Linked DNA regions of Sus scrofa: region 2 is linked to region 1. The links are chromatin contacts, called in public Hi-C maps. All regions are on one chromosome and are shown on one strand. Each heading gives the region's core, a stretch centred on a gene start, on an enhancer-like site or on the middle of the called end of the contact. The rest is flanking DNA. Distances are from core to core; before and after follow the strand shown. Region 1 has its middle 13 kb from the start of CD28. Region 2 has its middle 27 kb from the start of ICOS.

The links. A called contact is a pair of places that touch in the nucleus more often than the background predicts.
Region 2: a contact with region 1 is called in a Hi-C map of subcutaneous adipose tissue, with 2.4 times the contacts expected there. The contact joins two enhancer-like sites. A contact is called at or near these places in 2 of 47 Hi-C or Micro-C datasets (psoas muscle and subcutaneous adipose tissue) and 1 of 2 datasets of contacts at active chromatin or transcription factors (skeletal muscle).

What each region holds. Positions count from the first base shown.
Region 1 is chr15:107,113,001-107,116,276 of Sscrofa11.1, reverse strand. No RefSeq gene overlaps it. Among named protein-coding and RNA genes, the nearest start is that of CD28, 13 kb to the left of the region's middle. Within about 2 kb of position 1,851, at least 22 of the 83 cell types and tissues checked have an H3K27ac peak or open chromatin away from gene starts, as enhancers often do. A contact at or near this core is called in subcutaneous adipose tissue, where this site is marked.
Region 2 is chr15:107,321,651-107,324,871 of Sscrofa11.1, reverse strand. No RefSeq gene overlaps it. Among named protein-coding and RNA genes, the nearest start is that of ICOS, 27 kb to the left of the region's middle. Within about 2 kb of position 1,396, at least 14 of the 83 cell types and tissues checked have an H3K27ac peak or open chromatin away from gene starts, as enhancers often do. A contact at or near this core is called in subcutaneous adipose tissue, where this site is marked.

The DNA of each region.
Region 1 (3,276 bases), core at 602-3,101:
TGGAGGACTTCTGCCAGTTAGGGCACACTCCCCTGTCACTCATTCCGCTGCAAACCCAAGCATTATTTTTTTATCCTCTGAAACGCCCATTTCTTTGTCACGTCCTTAATACGAGCTCTTTCCTCTGCCTGGAAAGTTCTTTCTCTTCATTCTTCCCAGGGTTCGCTCCTCCTGACAGTTATTTCCAACCACTTTATGTAAATTGAGTACTTCTTTAATTCCTTACCTCAACATCCAGTTTATTTTTCTTAGATTGCCAATGTTTGTAAATTTTTTTTTAATTTTGTGTGCGGGTGTGTTTATCTCTTCTACTAGAGGCTAAACTTCTTAAGGGCAGGGACCACATCTGGCTTGTTCACCTCTAAACCCCAGCACTAATACAATGCCTAACACAAAGCAAGCACTCAATAAAAAAAATCGGTGAGTGGATTAATCAGTAACAAACACTGCCATTTATAATATGCAGCTCTATAATCTGTAATGTACATGTTAAGCTCCTAAACCAGAGCAGCACTGGAAGGTATGGCAGGGTGAGGCAGCAGGTAGTGTGTATTAAAAGCTTTCTTCTGCTTTAGAACCAGAGGTATCCCATTTGGCCTCATTTGATTGCCTGTCACCTGTGATCCAGATGCCACAGTTCATTCTACTGGCTGTACCAGTATCAAACACATTTGTATGGAAGGTTCTGGACCTACTACTCCAGGGAATAGTTTGGAAGCAGAGAACTGTTTAATCTCTGGAACCATGTAGTTTGACAGCTCAGGAGGCACTAGTCTTAGCCGGCCAGGCACGCCTTCTGGCACTTCTCTCATCTCAGTTTTGGAGGAGCAGATCCCTCGCTGGAAGTCACTTCTTTTTTTTTTTTTTTTTTTTTTTTTTTTTGTCTTTTTGACATTTCTTAGGCCGCTCCCACAGCATATGGAGGTTCCCAGGCTAGGGGTCTAATCAGAGCTGTAGCCACCAGCCTACACCACAGCCACAGCAACATGGGATCCGAGCTGCGTCTGCAACCTACACCACAGCTCACGGCAACGCCGGATCGTCAACCCACTGAGCAAGGGCAGGGACCAAACCTGCAACCTCATGGTTCCTAGTCGGATTCATTAACCACTGCGCCACGATGGGAACTCCTGGAAGTCACTTCTTTTGCAAGCTATCCACAGATGGTTAATGAGCATTGTGTTCAGTGATGGGCCATTAGTATGGACCGGCAAGACAAAGTCAAATGAAGCATGTTCTCAGGTGGCTCAAGACAGACAAGTGTACAAAGAAAGTTTCTGCTTTTGAGTTGATAGAGGCAGAGAGCATTATCTTGATTCATATAGGCATTCTCCTTCTGACACACATATAAAACCATTTAGATGAACCAACACAGGAGTTCCCATTGTGGCTCAGCAGGTTAAGAACCCAACATAGCATCCGTGAGGATGTGGGTTCAAAACTTGGTCTCACTGAGTGGGTTAAGGATCCAGCATTGCCGCAAGCTTCGGCATAGGTCACAGATGTGCCTCAGATCCAGTGTTACTGTGGCTGTGGTGTAGGCCTCAGCTGCAGTCCCAATTTGATCCCTAAGCCCAGGAACTCCCATATGATATACTGCAGGAACAGCCATAAAAAGAAAAAAAGACCAAAAAAATAAGTGAATCAACACAATAAGGGAACCCACAGACATGTTAATGTGTACAGTCATATTTGCCATCTCTCATAAGAGCCTGAAAGTATCATGTAGAAAATGAATCTCACTCCAAGCATATGAATCAGACTTTCATTCAGCACAATGACTGTTCCTTTAAGGGAATGTCTAGAGCTGCTGCACTGTCCAGCCCAGTAAGCACAATGGAACATTTTCCTTGGGATTACCTCACTCCCAGTGACCCACACAGGAAATAATTATTTTGGTAGTCGCCAGTAAACAGTGAAACACACTTACTTGAAAAATAAGCTCTTTTTTGACCCTGCAAGACAGTGGCTTCATGAGCATAGCTGGACTAGTTTCCACCCAAATTCAACAATTTTATATGTAAAGGGTACCTTATTCTTGGATTGTGGGTTCTCAGATCCAGGCCACACTTCAGAGTTCTGCCAAAAAGCCACAGCCAACAGTAGCTTTCTTGTATTTCTGGCTAAAAAGATTGTGGCATCAATGAAAAATTGAATTGCTTTTCCTGGGATAGAATATGGAAATTTCATAAATGTCCTAGCAACAAGCTCAAACACTCTAGTCATGTCTGAGAAGGTACTTCTGCCCTTACTGACGTCAGTCATGGGGTGTGTCAGAGAAATATGGCCACGTTAGGAATAAGTGACAGTTTGTTGTAGACAGGATTTGGGGGTCTGAGTGAAAAGGCTAGATCTCTACTGCGTATTATCTGTGGCCTAATTCACAGCCTTTTCTTTCTCTGTGTATTCCCCCAAAAGGTAGCACCCTAATTGGAAGATACAAAGCTCAGGAGAGTAATGCTGCCTGTTGAAACACATGAGTTGAATTAACAAGGCTATAATCTCAACTAAAATTGACTCTATTCCACTGAAATCCAAAGTCATCAACTTAGGAGAGTCCTGAAACCAAAAATAATAGTACTTTAAACACCACAGATGCTTTTTCCTTTCTCATCTAACAGTCTGGGGGTACGTGGTTCAGGGCTGGTATGGCAGCTAGAGGTGCAGAGACGAGGTGCCTCTGTCATGTAGCTTCACCATCCTTGGACCCACGTGATCCAGGATGAATCACTCTCACATCCCAGCCAACAAGAAGGTTAAGATGGAGAAAGGGAGGGGCTGCCTCTTACCTTTAAGGATACAGCTCAGAAATGATATCATTTCTGCTTATATTCCATTGGCCAAAACTAAGTCATATGACCAACGAATGTCAAAGTTGGTTCCAGCTACATATGGGCGATTCTATTACTAGAGAAAAAAAAGGAGACTCAGTATTGTGATTTAGCCAGTGGTTGGCCACAACGGTCAATTTTCAGATTACTCCTTTGATGATGGAAAGTTGTCAGAAGACAGTCTCTTTCCCTGCAAAGCTATTGCACTTGCCCCCCTCCAAAATTATCCCGCTTATCAGCCTACTAAATGCCTGTATGATATACTGGGGTGCTTAAGGAAGAAAAGGCCATGAGAGAAGAACTACAGTGTCCATGAACCTTTGTGTGCTGACATCTGGCAGGATCAGTAAGCTGGGCTGTGCCCTTTCCTGGGAAATTTCCCTGATGATGGCTCTGGGTGGGTCTGAGCAGTGTCACCATTTCTTCTCTAGACTAACAACACTGC
Region 2 (3,221 bases), core at 147-2,646, 210 kb before region 1:
TGAGGTGATTAAAAAGAGTCCTGTGTAGTTAAACATACTTATATAAGCTGTGGGGGTGGCTGATAAATATTTTTAAGTATTAAAAATATGTCTGCGTCCTTTTTTAATGTCCCAAGTACTAGAGATTTCCACAATTCCCAAATATAGCCACTAGAGGGTGCTGCCAAATCATACTTAAATCACAAAATCAGCAGCTGAATAAATAAATGCTTTTGTCCTGTTTCTGCAATCAAAACAAAAAAGAAAAAGAAAAAAAAAAGAAATTTCCATACGCATGAGTGCAATTCAGTATAAAAAGGGGCAGGATTTTTTTTTTTTTTTAAACAATGCACAGTACAGGCCCATCAAGCAGCAAAAGCAATGAATTCCTGTACTGCCAACAGATTCAAGTAAATCTCGGTAAGAAGTGATAGACAAATTGATGTAGTGATACCTTTGCTTGAATTGTTCTCTTAGAAGAATTTTGTATTTGCATTGAAGGAGATGATTGCCTGAAAAGCTGTGCACTTTTTGTCATGCTTTGCTTTGGGGGGTAGTGAAAACGCTTCCACACAGAGATTTGAGAAGGAAACTGAGATCTCCTTGGAGGACTGCAGTATCCCAGTGAGGGCAAGAAAACCAGCTGATATTGATATGCATCTTGTCAGGCTCAGGCTGAGAACAGAGCATGACCCCAGCACCTGCTGGGATATGACCTGAACCACCTGAAGAGAATAGACAGTCAGGAGGCAGGTTTGCCCCAACTCACTGTGAACATACGTTCTGAAGTTCATTGTCAGACCCATGTTTGGAATTGAGAGAAGTGTGAAAGATGATTAGAGTCTTCAGGCTGCCAATCAAATTCTATGCAATCTGTAGGGCAGATTTTATCAGGAGGAGAGGGGAGCAGCCTGCACTGAGCACTTATCCTATACCACCACCCCATATCTTACCCTATTTTACTCTCAAGGCAAGTTTAAGGTGAGTATTATTATCTCATTTTGTAGATGACTGGGATCAGACATAAAAACTCCCTCAAAGTCCTATAACCAGCAAAGTCAGAGATAAGCCAGATGAACTCAAAGCCTGTGCCCTTTGACTTAACCCACTCCTATACCTAGTGCATGCTTTCCGTGTACCAGATACTCTTCCAAGTACGTCACGCATCATTTCATTTACAACCACAGTAGGTCTAACAAAGAGGTACTGATGCTGTTATTGACATTTTAAAGGTGAGGCAACCAAAGCTCAGAGAGGCTAAGATGTAAAATAGCTGCAAGGTGACTTCCATGAATTCCAAACCAGGCCATGAAGTTCCAGAACTGTTGTTGTGAAACAAACCGCCACCCAGGGCCCCTCAGCAGGCACTCAGATGTTGGCTGAGTTACAAATCCTCAGACCAAAGGCCATGACTGCCTAAAGGGAAAGGGTTTCTCTCCCTGTACACACCATTAGATTAAGTAACGCTTGCTTGGAGCGTATTTGCTGGGTTCCTCTTTTCGTGCTTTATATTTATGATATCATTTGGTTCTCACAGTAGTCCTTGGAGAAAGGAATAGTATCTCCATGTTTAGATGGGGATACTTGTGCCAGAAAGGTTACTTAACCTACCCAAGGATATGCAATTAATAAATAGCAGAAGTAAGACTAAAATGTAACATCTGTTTAACTTGGAAGGATTTTCATGAAGTATTGTTGAATAAGAAAAGCCAAATCCCAAAAAGCACACACATTGCATTTATATAAAGAATTACATCAACACGGAAAAAAAATAGAAACAAACATCTTAGGTTGTTAATCTAGGTTATAGGAGAAGGTGTGGTAAGGATGTAAAAAGTATATACAACACGTATTTTTTTCCATAGGTGAAAACTATGCATCTGTGTGAGGATAGGTACATAAAGTTATACAATTTAAATAAAAATTATGACAAATAAAAATAATTAAATAAGTTAATAGATATTTGATAAAAGTCGGTAGCCATTTTTGGTTAAAGCTCTTAGAACAAACACTTTATGGATCTGTCTTTCTCATCCTGGATTATTAACAGAAATCAAAAGTAAGCATGATATTTAAGTTTAAAACTCTGAGTGTATTCGAGTTAGAGTCAGAAACAAGACTAGGAATCCAACTATTATTCTCTATTATTCAACATTGTTCTGGAAGTTCTAGTTCATGCAATAAGGACAAAAAAAAAAAAGAATTAAGAAGGTGAAATCTTTAGAAAGGAAGACACAAAATTACATGTGCAAGTAATTCTGTTATAAAAGAAAAAATACACATATTTTTGTCAATACAAAAATGCCTTCACACAACATAGAACCAATCCTAGATACCATTATTATTTATTTATTTAATTTTGCTTCTTAGGGCTGCACGCAGGGCATATTGAAATTCCTATATGGGGGTTGAATCAGAGCTAGGGGCCAATCGGAGCCATCACAGCCACAGAAACATGGAATCCAAGCTGCCTCTGTGACCTACACCACAGCTCGCGGCAATACCAGATCCTTAACCCACTGAGTGAGGCCAAGGATCAAACCCACATCCTCATGGATGCTAGTCAGGTTCATTACCACTGAGCCACGACAAGAACTCCACTAGACACCACTTTTAAATTGGCAAAAATTAACGTTGGTGCCATTTTAACTCCTTTACCACCTATCACCTGGTAGTTCCTACCCCTCCAAGTCTTGGGGCTGTTATGTTTCTCTAAGCTCCAGGTGGTTTTTAAGGTGAGTTCTAGAACAACAACAGCAACAGCAGGGAGCTCTCATCTCTAGAAAGGGGGGAAGTGTTGAGAACACTGACTGCTGTGGAAGCAAATCATTTCTCTGCAGAAATATGATAGGTGGAATAAGATCCAAAAAAGTAAGGACTGCATGGAACATTAACATGGTAATGGTGGTAAGGAACATACATATCCATGCAACTACACACATGCGTGTGTGTCTTTTATACATAACACAAATAATTACAGATATTAAAGGCCAAACATGTAGCAAAAGGATATTTAAAAGTTAAAATTAGATTCTAGTGCTCTAGAGAGAAGAAAAAAATATTCTTTGCAAAAGGAATAAAATAAGCAAATTAGATGGCATCGGACTTCTAGATACACCTTCAAATGAAGATACTCCTTCAAAGTTCTGAAAGAAAACTGTCTTCAGCTTACATCCTTAATCAAATGTGGAGGCAATATAAAAACTTTTTCAGACTTGCAAGGAACAAAATTTTTGCCTTCC